2 separate regions of the Pan troglodytes genome follow, and region 2 is linked to region 1. The links are chromatin contacts, called in public Hi-C maps. All regions are on one chromosome and are shown on one strand. Each heading gives the region's core, a stretch centred on a gene start, on an enhancer-like site or on the middle of the called end of the contact. The rest is flanking DNA. Distances are from core to core; before and after follow the strand shown.

Region 1 (7,091 bases), core at 2,431-4,930:
TAAAATAGCCACATATGGCTGCCATATTGGACAGTGAGGTTCAGAATGTTGGATGGCCCAGGGCTTCCATATTGGACAGTGAGGTTCTGAATGTTGGATGGCCCAGGGCTCAATCCTGGAGCCTCTCCTATTTTCTGTCTACAGCCTTTCTCTCTGGTTAACCTGGCTGAGTATCTATTATCTATATGCTGCTTCAGTCATTCAATAAGTGTGTACTGAGTGCCTAATATGTATCAGGGTACTGTGTTTTTGGTACCAGAGGATAAAATAGTAAACAAAATAGTCATAAATCCCCACCCTAAGGGAGACTACTTTCTACTAAGACAGAGACGGACAATAAATAAAATAACTGAGTTAATTATACAGTACAACAGAAGGTGAAAAGTGCTACAGTAGGAACAGAAAAGTGTGAAGCAGTGTCAGAGAGACAAAGAGGGGGCTTTTTTGTGGACTATTGGAAGGACTTTGGGTTTTACTGTGTCAAGATGGGGAGTCATTATATGGCTTTAAGTAGAGGAAATACCTGGTATGATTTTCATGATAAATGAACATCAGGTTGTGAAGATCATTTTGGCTGCTGTTTTGAGAATATATAATAGAAGTGACAAGAGTGGGCGGAGGACATTGTTAACAGTAGGAGGCTGTTGCAATACTCTAGACTGGAGATGATAGTGGCTTTGACCTGTTACTAGGGCAAGTGGTGAGAAGTCAGATTCTGAAAGAAGTAGTTCAGGCCAAATATATAAAGATGGGAATCATCAATACATACCTAATTTGTCAAATAGGATAGCCACCTGCCACATATGGCTGTTTAAATTTAAGCCAATTAAAATAAAATAAAATTAAAATTCAGTTCCTCAGCCACACCAGCCTAACCTGATTTGAGATGCTCAATACGCACACGTGGCTGGCGGCTGCTGTATTGGACAGTGCAGATTTAGAGTATTTTCATCTTCACAGAAAGTTTTTTTTGGCAGTGCTCAGACACATGACATTTAGTGTTCTGGCTTCTTTGCAAATCAACTGCCTGCTGGATTTGTCCACTTACAAATGAGGTTAATGTTATATTAATATATGTCCAATAAGCATCTCATACATAACATGGTCAGTATTTTTGTTCCAGTCTTCAGCTCTATGGTTTCCATTCCCCAGCCTGTATTCCCTTCATTTTCTCCATCCTGGGAAATGGAATCATCATCTGTACTGTCGTCCCAAACTAGGAGGTTCCTGATTCCTCTTTGTCTCCTCACCCATCCTCATCACTTTCAATCCATTAGCAGGTTGATTTGCTTCTACCTCTAATACGTGTCCTGACTATGACCATCTCTGAGCATCTCCACTTCTATCACTCTGATAAAAGCTACCAGCATCTCTCACTTGGATAATGGTGACAGCTTCTAAGTTAGTGTTTTTTAACCCTGATTGTACATTAGAATCACCTGGGAATTGAAAACAACACCACGAAAAACAATGCCTAGGTGCTATTCCATGCAATCAGGTGGGACTTGGTTTTGCAAAATCTTTCCAGGTGATTCAAATGTGCAACCAGGGCTGAGGACCCCTGTCATCCTATCCTCTCCTCCACCCTCATTGTCTACCCTCTACAAAGGAGCTGTTTATCTCCAGCAGCTAGAAAAGAATTTGGCAACAAATAAATATGTTTGGATGCTTTCTTCATTTGCTTCATTTAAGTTATAAAAGATCCTTTTAAAGTCTTCAGAGACAAGACAGTGACCACAATGATGATGAAGATGATTTATGGGTTGCTTACTATGTGCTAGGCACTGAGCTTTTTAATCCTGAAAATAGTCCCCTGAGATGGGCACAAAACACCCATTTTACAGATGAAAACACCGAGATTCAGCAAGGCTAAGTAACTGTTTTGGGGCCTCTAAGGTAATTAAGTGTGAGAACCCAGGTCTGCCTGAGGCCAAGTTCTGACTCCTAAGAACCAAACAAACAAAACACGTAGCCCTTAATAAATACTTATGAAGTAAATAGAATGAATAGCAACTGGTGCATTTTAGAGACTTGTCAAACACTGATATTTAGTTTATGGCTAAGAAAAACAAAAAACTGTCCTTTTTTTATCCCAATATTTTCTGCAGGGTCACTCCTGCATCTTTTCTGCTCCTGTGGAGGACTCAAGTGCTGCCCTGCATTCCTCTTTTTGCCAGTTATTTGTGCAACATGCAGTTTTAGCCTGAAGAATTCCATCTCCTAGCAGCTACCAGGGTTACTTGCAGCCTCAATGATCTTCCTTTGAGGAGAGGGAAAAAAATCCCCTAACTTTGTAATACAGTCCAGCGATGCATGAGAAGCCTTTGTGAAATCATGGGGGGAGAAAAGGAAAATAAAAATGCCGTTCTCCTCTGGAATGTCTCCTAGGACTAGTGAAAAATGCTAATTCTGACAGCAGAAAAATCATTTTAAAATCAAAGCACCTTTGAGTTATATTAGAAATGAGATTAAAATGAGAAGTGGTGAAAGAAAATAATTACATTCTTTCAATCTAGCAGCATCTTATCCCCCTCCAGCTCTGTTCTGGTTTATGATGCCTTAGATATTCTCCCAGGAATGATTTCCCCGTGACTCCCGATAGACATGCTTTGTGTGCAGGTTGCATGAAAAGGTAGAGGGATGCATGGGCTCTCTGGATTCCCCCAGAATAGGCTGATGGGAGGTTGGAACCTTTTTTCTCCCTTGTTTAACAAAACCCCATAGCTCACTGTTTTTATTTTTAATTACTCCAAGATTAATGCGCGAAAGTGTGCTGATGCTATTAGCCTTCAGTATACCGGCTGTATCTGAGTACTCCACGAGATCCAGTTAAAAGTGGGCCACAGCACTTATAAAAGATGGATTTTTCCTTAAGGGCGTGCGCGCGCGTACACACACACACACACACACACACCACACACACCACACACACCGGAGCCCTTCACCCTGCAGTCTGGAACGCCCCTTTCCACCGCGAATGGGGCTCGTGGAGCCTGCAAAGGAGTCGGCCTTTGGTATGCGCTCTGGGAAAAGGGAGAGCCCTCGGGACGCGCTGTCACCAGGGACGCCTCGCTCCTGGCGCGCCGCTCCCACGTCCCCCGGCCTCCCCCGCCCTGAGTGTGGAAGTGGTGCTCATTCAGCCTTAGGGGGGCATTTCTGCATTCTTTTCCAACAAGATGACGGCCCTTCGCGGCGCCCCTTCCTCCGGCGCCTCTGCCAAGGAGCTGGGGGCGGGAGCCGCGCGCCCAGCCCGCGGCCCAGATGGCGGAGCAGCCCCGAGCGGGGACATTTTCTCAGGCTTTCAAAAAGAGCACTTTCTTTCCTGCCTAATATTTAGCTCCTTCAAATGCAAATGGAGAGGTTGCGCTCCAAGGTTAGCATAACAATTATGGGAAAGCTTTAAATCTGATGCGTTTGTTTACATGATGAAAGGCGGGCAGGATCCGAAAGCTCCAAGGCCCCGGCTTTTCAGCAACTATTTTCTAACTAGTCAACTGCGAGTCAATTTTAGATCACAAAGAAAACCAATTTATATCACGGTGTAGGCTAATTTTGGAGGGAGTTCCACATTATTATCAATTTTTTTTTTCTTAAATGACCGCTGCTGGAGGAGTGATTTTTCCTTTTCCTTGGCGTCCTGAAGTTTGGTGTAAGCTAATTGGTGTTAGTGATGGCAAGGAGGTCTTCATTACTGAGAACAATGCGAAGCGGGGGATGGGGCGAACGCAGGTAAAGAGTTTTACGGAGAGTTGGTAGGGTTTTAGCATAAAATGCATGAAAGCATCTTAGTTTGCCTGTCAAAGTTTATATTTTTTATTCGGCTTAGCTATTTTGGTATTTCAAAAAGGGTTGTGTGGTTTTAAATACTGCTGATGGGTATCAGACCTAGACTTCAGAGGAATGGCATTATCCCACTATGAAACCATTAATTTCTAGGCATCAACAGTGAGAACTGGGCAAAGCACATGAGATGTCTAAGATCTGCCAGGAAAAGGACCATGAAGGACCTGCCTGTGGTCAAGAAAGACATCTCAGGTCTTTTTTCCCCACTTCCTCTTTCCCTCTCTCCCTCCCTCCCTTCCTCCCTTCCACTTCCGGTCCAGGAGACTTTTTCCAAACTTTCTTCCCGGGGGGCCATCCTCTCACCTGTCATACACAGAAAAGTGAATTCTTGTTATCGGAAAGGGGCCCAATCCAGATCCCAAAGAAGGCTCTTGGATCTCACACAAGAAAGTATTCCAGTCAAGTTTATTAAGAAAGCAAGTTTATTGAAAGCAAATCTGTTAAGAAAGCAAAGGAATAAAGAATGGCAACTCCACAGACAGAGCAGCAGCTTGGGCTGCTCCACGGATAATACTTAAGTTATTTCTTGGTTATATGTTAAACAAGGGGTGTATTCTTCATAAGTCTTCTGGGAAAGGGGTGGACAATTCCCGGAACTGAGGTTTCCTCCCCCTTTTAGACCATATAGGGTAGCTTCCTGATGTTGCCATGGCATCTGTAAACTGTCATGATGCTGTTGGGTGTGTCTTTTAGCATGCTAATGCATTATAATTAGCATATAATGAGCAGTGAGGACAACCAGAGGTCACTTTCTTAGCCATCTTGGCTTTGGTGGGATTTGGTAGCTTCTTTTACCGCATGCTGTTTTATCAGCAAGGTCTTTATGACCTGTATCTTGTGCCGACCTCCCATCTCATCTTGTGAGTAATACCACCTGGGAATACAGCCCAGTGGGATCTCAGTCTTTTTTTACCCAACCCCTATTCAAGATGGAGTTGCTTTGGTTCAAATACCTCTGACACTCTTATTGAAATTCTGTGAGATCTCAGCCTATTAGCGTCCTTATCACTGGGAGACCCAGGAGGGGAATGAAGACCCTTGGGAGCTTCTTGTCTATTGTCTTCATTGGCAATGTATTGGAAAATAGTTTATAAAACACCACTATTTACAATGCTGACTACTCTGAAAGTTTATAAGTGCACAGTATTTAACAATGTTTTCCCATTTGAGAGAGTATTTATGACCAACAGAAATATGCCATTTTCAATGTTAATATTCAGCTATAAAACCGTTTTTTTTTTCTTGCAGTATTTGTACAGTTGAGCCGAAATGCCTGTTCTAACAAAGAGAGCCTGGGTAAGTGTGCATGCTCCATTGCCTGACAGGTATAAAGCAGTCGTTTTCAACTTCAATGTGCAGCAGAATCACTTGAAGAACTTCTAGCCTAAAAGAATCAAAGAACTATATAATTTCGAGAGAACACAAGATGCCAAAATTTTCCTAGTGTAGATGGCTCAATCAGTGTTGATTGAACTATCCACACTAGAAATTAAGTGAAATTGAGGGACTATTCTTAAATGTAAATATTTTTCTAATATAGGTTTTTAGAGATTGCTGACTTGACGTATTTAGGAACTCAAAGCAAATAGAGTCTTCTGGAGTAATAGATAAGCATTAGAAAACACTAGGTCTACCTGGCCGAATGAATGGATTCACAAAGGGGGGTGGTATATAAATGAAATATATTTAACTGATCTTGAACTACATCGAGCTCCACTGCACTGAAGATTCCCCTTGGCTCTCTTAGTAATCATGCCCCTGTTATCAGTTACTCTATGCTTTGGTCTCTTCTGGAGTGTTCCTTTTCTCTGAAACCCTTGACAAGCTCCTCTGATTAATGATTAAGGCAACTCTTCAAACCCAACTCCTCAAATAAGCCTTCAGGACAGAGAGGTTGATATTTTCTTTTTCTTTCTTTTTTTGCTTTTTTGAGACGGAGTCTTGCTCTGTCACCCAGGCTGGAGTGCAGTGGCGCGATCTCAGCTCACTGCAAGCTCCACCTTCCGGGTTCATGCTATTCTGCTGCCTCAGCCTCCCGAGTAGCTGGGACTACAGGTGCCCGCCACCACGCCCAGCTAATTTTTTGTATTTTTTTTAGTAGAGACAGGGTTTCACTGTGTTAGCCAGGATGGTCTTGATCTCCCGACCTCAGGATCTGCCCGCCTCGGCCTTCCAAAGTACTGGGATTACAGGCGTGAGCCACCGCACCCAGCCTGAGAGGTTGATATTTTCATGTGAGACCCTAACCATCCTGAAGTGAAATCTTACAACTCCTTTTCATTCATCTAACCATTTAATATAATAAAACATACTAATCTTCTGCTTCTGCTTAGTGTCTATATGAGTATGCTGATTTTTCCCATTTTGTGTTAAATTGTATATCCTGAAAGGGCTAGATATTTTCATTCCGACTTTTCATAATGCCTAGTATAGAGCCACACAGAAATAGATACATGAAAACAATAATTTTGATGATGATGCTTCATGAAGTAGCTTGGCATTAAGTTACTGTCTGTTTACATGCTACTAAGCTAAATGGATGAAATGTATCTTCTGTATAAAGCCTACTTTACGGCCGGCCCAGTAGCTCATGCCTGTAATCCCAGCACTTTGGGAGGCCCAGGCAGGCGGATCACCTGAGGTCAGGAGTTCAAGACCAGCCTGACCAACATGGAGAAACCCCGTCTATACTAAAAATACAAACAATTAGCCAGGCATTGTGGTGCATGCCTGTAATCCAGGCTACTCAGGAGGCTGAGGCAGGAGAGTCGCTTGAACCTGGGAAGCGGAGGTTGTGGTGAGCCTAGATCGCGCCATTGCACTCCAGCCTGGGCAACAAGAGCAAAACTCTGTCTCAAAAACAAAACCAAAAAAACCCAAAGCAACAACAAAAACAAAACAAAACAAACAAAAAACCTAGCGACTTGGCCATGGACACGTCAGGCTAGTCAAGAGGCAAGTAGTAAAATTGTAGGAGATGTTTCACTCAAGTCATATTTTTATGTGCACTAAGGAAATATACAGCATGAGAAGTCATATGTAAATCATTGTAAAATAAACAAACACCTATAATTTATCTTTCATTTAATGGGCATCATAACATGCTGGAGAATAGTGATCTAGCAGACAAGGGATCCTCACCAATGACTGCCTTTGTGATTTTTGTGTTGAACATGAGAGGCAATGCTGTTGAAATATACAGTGTTCAGTAAGTCATTTGTTTCACCCTTTTCTCATTGACAGCAAGA
Region 2 (7,429 bases), core at 3,159-5,658, 150 kb before region 1:
TCCTTCTAGACACAACAAGATTACTCCTGGGAGTTGCTTATGAACCTCTCTTTTTACTGAACTATCTCCTCCGTGCAGAATTTCTCAGCACCTTTCTACCTGCCATGATGATTCCTTCCAGGCGCATCACACGGTTCTCCATGGAAACTTTCACTTTCTATAACTGACCAAGCCTGTCGTCCCTGGGACTGTAACTGCCAGTCAGCCACGCAGCATTGCCCCAACAAGCAGGCGTTCTAGCTAAGAGAACCGAAACAGGTACCAGGCAAACCACATGCCATCCCATCCCCAAAATAAATAAACAGTGAAAAACCCACCATTGCAGTTGGAAATCGGATGCCTCAGGACTGAGCTATTCCTCAATGCTGTGCAGGACCAGCTACATAATCTGAGGCTTATGCAAAACGAAAAGGCAGGCCCCTCGTTAAATAAAATTAGGAAGAATTTCAGGACAGTGATAGCAGAACATTAAACTAAGTGTGGGCCCTTCAATGCTCAGGGCATTGTTCAATTGCACAGGTTGTCACCCAGGAAGCTGGCCATTGTGTACAGAGGGACATTTGCCCACTGGTTTGGGAAGGCGTCTGTATTTTTTTGGTGCATTTTAATCTTCTAGTGGCCTGATTGGACCATCCGACAATTTCAGCATTTGTTTTGCTGGGAGAAGGACAGTGCCATTCATTTTTTTTTCCCTATTTGGAGCTGCAGTGAGATCACTCCTCCCTCTCGATGACCAGGTAATGGCCATTTGCAATATGAGACTACTATGGCAAAGAGACAGGTCAAAGGGGAATGATGTTTTATGATCAAGCTGAAAAATCTATAGGGAGTCGGGGGAGCTCAAAGATGCCTGTGAGAGACAGATAGACAAAGAGATTGCCATAGAAAAATAGAAATCAACTTTCTGATAAGACATTCTTAGACTCAGTCATACTGAGAGGTGACAGCATGCTGGCAGTCCTCACAGCCCTCGCTCACTCTCGGGACCTCCTCTGCCTGGGCTCCCACTTTGGCGGCACTTGAGGAGCCCTTAAGCCCACCGCTGCACTGTGGGAGCCCCTTTCTGGACTGGTCAAGGCCGGAGCCGGCTCCCTCAGCTGGCAAGGAGGTGTGGAGGGAGAGGCGCGAGCGGGAACCGGGGCTGCGCGCGGGGCTTGCAGGCCAGCTGGAGTTCCGGGTGGGCGTGGGCTTGGCGGGCCCCGCACTCGGAGCAACCGGCCGGCCCTGCCGGCCCCGGGCAATGAGGGGCTTAGCACCCGGGCCAGCGGCTGAGGAGGGTGTACTGGGTCCCCCAGCAGTGCCAGCCCACCGGTGCTGCGCTCGACTTCTCGCCGGGTCTTAGCTGCCTTCCCGCGGGGCAGGGCTCGGGACCTGCAGCCCGCCATGCCTGAGCCTCCCACCCGCTCCGTGGGCTCCTGTGCGGCCCGAGCCTTCCCGATGAGCGCTGCCCCCTGCTCCACGGCACCCAGTCCCATCCACCACCCAAGGGCTGAGGAGTGCAGGTGCACGGCGAGGGACTGGCAGGCAGCTCCACCTGCAGCCCCAGTGCGGGATCCACTGGGTGAAACCAGCTGGGCTCCTGAGTCTGGTGGGGCCGTGGAGAACCTTTACGTCTAGCTCAGGGATTGTAAATACAGCAATCAGCACTCTGTGTCTAGCTCAAGGTTTGTAAACACACCAATCAGCACCCTGTGTCTAGCTCAGGGTTTGTGAATGCACCAATCAACACTGTATCTAGCTACTCCGGTGGGGCCTTGGAGAACCTTTACGTCTAGCTCAGGGATTGTAAATACAACAATCAGCACTCTGTGTCTAGCTCAAGGTTTGTAAACACACCAAGCAGCACCCTGTGTCTAGCTCAGGGTTTGTGAATGCACCAATCAACACTGTATCTAGCTACTCTGGTGGGGCCTTGGAGAACCTTTACGTCTAGCTCAGGGATTGTAAATACAACAATCAGCACTCTGTATCTAGCTCAAGGTTTGTAAACACACCAATCAGCAACCTGTGTGTAGCTCAGGGTTTGTGAATGCACCAATCCACACTCTGTATCTACTCTGTACTACTCTGGTGGGGCCTTGGAGAACCTTTGTGTGGACACTGTATCTAGCTAATCTGGTGGGGACGTGGAGAACCTTTGTGTCTGGCTCAGGGATTGTACACTCACCAGTCAGCGCCCTCAAAACATACCACTCGGCTCTACCAATCAGCAGGATGTGGGTGGGGCCAGATAAGAGAATAAAAGCAGGCTGCCCTAGTCAGCAGTGGAAACCCGCTGGGGTCCTCTTCCACGCTGTGTAAACTTTGTTCTTTTGCTCTTTGCAATAAATCTTGCTACTGCTCACTCTTCGGGTCCACACTGCTTTTATGAGCTGTAACACTCACCGTGAAGGTCTGCAGCTTCACTCCTGAAGCCAGCGAGACCATAAGCCTACTGGGAGGAACGAACAACTCCAGATGCGCCGCCTTAAGAGCTGTAACACCGCGAAGGTCTGCAGCTTCACTCCTGAGCCAACGAGAACACGAACCCACCAAAAGGAAGAAACTGAACACATCCGAATATCAGAAGGAACGAACTCCAGACGCGCCACTTTAACAGCTGTAACACCGTGAGGGTCCGCGGCTTCATTCTTTAAGTCAGTGAGACCAAGAACCCACCAATTCCAGACACAATACTATGATTTTTCTCAGCACTATATTGTTGCTATCTTCTTGTCCTCCAAAAAACCCCGCATGATTTTGAGGAAAAGATGGCAATAGTTTCTTTGTTTTTATTTTTAGGGGGCATGTTCACCTGTTCTTTCTCTTGTTTGGTAGGCACTAGGAAACAGGAGCGTTGATTATCCAGGGACGTCAGGGTAGCACAGGGAGATGTTATGAGGGAGGGGTTGAGGGAGAGGCCATGGTACCAATGGTTACTGGAGAATGATCCCATTGCAGCAGAGAGCAGTTATTGGGGAGGTCTGCACAAAACCTGGGTTAATGAGCCGTGCCTAGCCCAGCAGGTTTAACTTCCTAGAAGGGCAGCCTATGTCCCTGTGACCTGTCACTGCTGTGAGAACCTCAACCTCTACTGTCTGGGAAGGATGGCTATCTTCAGCTGGACAGGCTTGCAAATCGTATTCTGGCATACCTCTTCATTTCAGTATCTTTATCAACAGAACTACATGCAGACACTTTAGGGGAATTAATAGATCAGCCCAGAGGGGGCAGGCGGATAAGAAATGAAGTTACAATAGCGAAGATATGGAAACAACCTAAGCATCTGTCAATGGATGAATAGGTAAAGAAAATGTAGTGTATATATACATACTGGAATATTATTCGACCTTAAAAAAGAAGGAAATCCTCCTATTTGTGACAACATGGATGAACCTGGAGGATGTTAAATGAAATAAACCAGAAACAGAAAACTGTATAACCTCACTTATATATGGAATGTAAAAAGGTAAAACTCATCAAAGCAGGTTTAGAAGGGTAGTTATGGGGAGAGGCTGGGGGAGTAAGGAGATGTTGGTCAACGGGGACAAATTTTCAGTTATGCAAGATGAGTAAGTTCTGGAAATCCAGTGTACAACATGGTGACAATAGTTAATGATATTGTGCTGTATACTTGAAATTTGATAAGAGGGTAGAGCGTAAGTGTTCTCAGCACACACATACACACACAAATGGTAATGATATCAGGTGTTGGATAAGTTAATTAGCTTGATTGCGATGATCATTTTACAATGTATACATATGTGAAAACATCAAGTTGTATACCTTAAATATATGGAATTTTTATTTGTCAATTGTACCTCAATAAGCTGGGAAAAAAGAAAAGAACAAGTAATAGCATGCTTTATACTTCTTTTGCTGCTTCATAAAATTGGTTTTGCTTTTGCTTTGGAAGAACACCAGCAGAGAAAGTAGCACTCAAAAGGGGAGTTAAAGTGCTGTTCCAGTAGGCTCTGGATTAGCCAGAAGGTTGAAGCAGCCCCTAGACAGGGAAAAGAGGCTGTCTTCAGGCAATAGGCCCTATTTAGGAGTGCAGTGTGCCCTAAAATTCAAAAGAGGGCAGCAGATAACTTGCACTGCCTGTAGGACCAGGAAAGCGTGTAACTTGAGGAATGTCAGCAGGAAAATTTACTGGTTTTTCAAAACTCACGTCATGCAAGGGTTAGGTGAACCAGAAATTGTGTTTCATAAATCGTGTGTTTAAGTGTAAAAGCAAATATTTGATGAATGGGATCTAAGGAGCTTTGGTGATGTGGAGGGGCAAGTGCAGGCAGATTGTCCACCATGGCAGCCTCGTGCTCTGTTATTTAGTGATATAAAACCTTGCGGTGGCAAGGTCAGCAAAGTTAAGGCCAGAGTGCATGAGAAATAGCTGTGGAGTGTGAGGTGAAGAGGCTGCGTGTGTGCTTGTACAGTCTCCTCGTTGCTTTCACGGAGTCTCTCCAATGAGCGCGACCCTCCTCACAAAGTGTGCACAGTGCTTCTCTCCTGGGTAAATTTACAGGATGTGGGAGACAGTGAGTCTCTCTGAGATTTTCCAGCACTTCCAGAAGAAAGAAAGTTTGTGTTAGGAAGGACAGGCCCCAGCTCCCTGGGACTTCAGGGAGGCTGGGGGGAGCTGCAGTGGAGAAGAGGAGGAGGTTGCTGAAGGAGAAGCAGCCTGAAGTTCTCAGGTTGAAAATACAAACCTTAGCCCCATCCTGCGGAATTTTGGGATTTCATTCCTAGGATCACCCTATAGACCTCTTTATGATTCAGTTTCCTGGAAAAGATGATATTATGGTATGGATCCTAAACACAGTTTCACAAGGAAGTTCTGTGTCTTTTGGCAGGGGAAGAATAGTGAACAAAATGCAATCTTATTTTTAAAATAAATCTTGAAATGATATTGCAAGCCTTATGAGATCTCTGATAATCTTTTATTTGACCTGGTTTTAAGTAATTCTTTTTATTCTTGATGTTTTTCTTAAAAGCATTTTAGAATCATTCAACCTTCTAAGAAAGCATCAAACCATATAAGCAATCTAATCTAAAAAATGATACCTCTAAAAGTCGAAACTTTTGTTTATTTTGACTACTTTTTGATTACTGGAAAGAATAAAAAAATTTTACTCTATCAACATTGGATTATATAAACTGTAAAGAGCTTCTACTAAGACGTGTGAAAATGCACATTTTCTTTTTTTATATAACTTCAAAATTAACAGATACTATACTGTTTAGATACATACCTGATGCTAGATAAAGAGTTCCTGAGAAACATGCCCTAAACTTTTGGACTGATTTAATATGAAACAATTACTACAGAGCTGAGTTAATCAGCCCCTTTATAGATTTTGGCGAAGATGATTCTCTTCATATGTATAATAATGAAAACCAAACTTGGCAAAAGCTCACAGGTCTACAGTGACTGTGTATTTCTTTGCATTCTCTAAAATATTGAGGGAGGAGATTATTTTTTACTGGTGTTTTACTGTCAGGAAATTAGAATTGCAAGTTGATAAACAAGTTGATAGGGTCTTTAGGGCCTGTGTGATCAATCAGGACTTCTGGGGTTCCTGTAGGTATCCTTGAAGTCTGCTTGTGGGTTGTATAGTCCAGAGTGATCATGAGATCTTTCACCTCAGAATGACTGTAGATGAAAAGATACATTTCTTTTGCCAGAGCAGTTCTCTCTAGAGTTTCAAAAACAATAATTTTGTTCTCTCAGGAACATAGCCCTCTCAGGAATAACTCCAGTCGGTCCTCAAATTACAAATACAGAAAGAATGGCTGTGTTTACAGAATTTTTATAAGAGAAAAATGATCTGTAAAAAAAAGGAAATATATGCATCAGAACAAATAGGAATTTTTAAAAGAAACAACTCCTAAGATAAATACTGAAAAAAAGAAATGCTCTGATAATATAAATGATTCTACTATGTACTGAACTCAATAAAGTCTCCTTGACTGTGAGTTGGAAGCCCTGAAATTTTGCTGGCAGCTCTGCCCCTAAGTTAGGTCATCTTATGAAGGACACATTTTTATTTTATTTTTATTTTTTTGTAGAGACAGTGTCTTGTTCCGTCACCCAGGCTGGAGTGCAGTGGCACGATCATGGCTCACTGCAGCCTTGAGCTCCTGGGCTCAAGTGATCCTCCCACCTTAGCTTTTTGAGTAGCTGAAACTATAGACGCGTGCCACCATGCCCGGTTATTTTTTTTAATTTTCTTTATAGAGACAAGGTTGTGCTATGTTGTTCAGGACAGTCTGGAACTCTTGGGCTCACATGCTCCTCCCACCTAGGCCTCTCAGAGTGCTGGGATTATAGGAGTGAGCCACCATGCCCAGCCTCAAAAGGCATATTTTAAAGCGTCACAGCCTCAGTTTCATTTTCGGTAAAATGAGGGAATTGGATTTTATTTCAAAATTCTATTATTTTCTGATTCGTTGAATTATTGCAAAGAACATAATGAACTCCCAAATACTGGTGTCTCCATCCTGTTGAATTAATCTCAGCTTTAGTTTTTAGGGAAGCATAGCCACTAGAAATTATGTTAAACATAAATTATAAAAGGTACACTTTTCTAAGTCATGAAGAAATACATAAATTTTATGTTGTTTTCAACCTTAGTCTGTCTCTTAAATACCACATGGCATACTGTGTACCACTCTGTTATTATGTCTTTCGTTTTCAGAATTTTCTACCAGGAGACTATTATTAGGGTAGCCCGATGACTTGGCCCTGAATATGGGAGTTCATGTGTAGAGTTCCTCCCTCTGTCCCATCCTCAGCATTTATGTCAGTCCTACAGCACTTAGTTAACTATCAGAAAATGGATCAAAAAGCAAACAAGTATCCCATCTGACCGTGTTAACAGCAAAAGCAACAGATATGAGGCCCCCTTTTAATTTCCTGGAGGCCGTCACCTCGTTTCTTCTGCTGTTTCACTACTGCAGTCCTTTCTTGTTCCTCAGACTCTCGTCCTTCCTCAAATCCTTCTCCTTCCATCAACATTTATGTCATTTATGTCTTCGGTGCGCAGAGAACTTCAGGTTTATTCTGAAGAGAAATAAATGAAACAGAAAATAGCTTCTGCACTGGGAAGGCTTAAAAATCTCTTCTCCCTGAAATGTTTGTGCATTTTTGAAATCTTTGTCCTCCATATGGAGTGAACACACACACCCCCTGCTCCTCTATTCTTCTTAACCCCGTTTTCATACTGGAAGAGGGCAGACACATGCTAATCATTCCTGTCCCTATTCAGCAAGCATGCGACTTGCTGAAAACCTACCTCCTTGAAGCAGCAGGATGAATACGGATAGAAATGTTTAGAGGGGAGGAACTTACAAATACTGAATAGTTCATGTGCCTGACACTGTGTTAGGGGAGACTCTCAGGGCTGAGTAGTACTGTGTCACCATTATAAGAGAAAGTTTTAGAAAGGCT

What was found. Hi-C and Micro-C count contacts between places; a contact is called where the count stands out from the background.
Region 2: a Hi-C map of stem cell-derived neural progenitor cells shows a contact between it and region 1, with 2.5 times the contacts expected there. The contact joins two enhancer-like sites. A contact is called at or near these places in 1 of 7 Hi-C or Micro-C datasets (stem cell-derived neural progenitor cells) and 1 of 1 datasets of contacts at active chromatin or transcription factors (stem cell-derived excitatory neurons).

The regions. Positions count from the first base shown.
Region 1 is chr5:25,643,595-25,650,685 of NHGRI_mPanTro3-v2.0_pri, reverse strand. LOC134810172 (a long non-coding RNA gene) reads left to right here. Exons shown (of 16, transcript XR_010157579.1): 9 at 5,092-5,139. Among named protein-coding and RNA genes, the nearest start is that of ID4, 140 kb to the left of the region's middle. Within about 2 kb of position 3,680, at least 14 of the 24 cell types and tissues checked have an H3K27ac peak or open chromatin away from gene starts, as enhancers often do. A contact at or near this core is called in stem cell-derived neural progenitor cells, where this site is marked.
Region 2 is chr5:25,798,955-25,806,383 of NHGRI_mPanTro3-v2.0_pri, reverse strand. No RefSeq gene overlaps it. Among named protein-coding and RNA genes, the nearest start is that of ID4, 15 kb to the right of the region's middle. Within about 2 kb of position 4,408, at least 4 of the 24 cell types and tissues checked have an H3K27ac peak or open chromatin away from gene starts, as enhancers often do. A contact at or near this core is called in stem cell-derived neural progenitor cells, where this site is marked.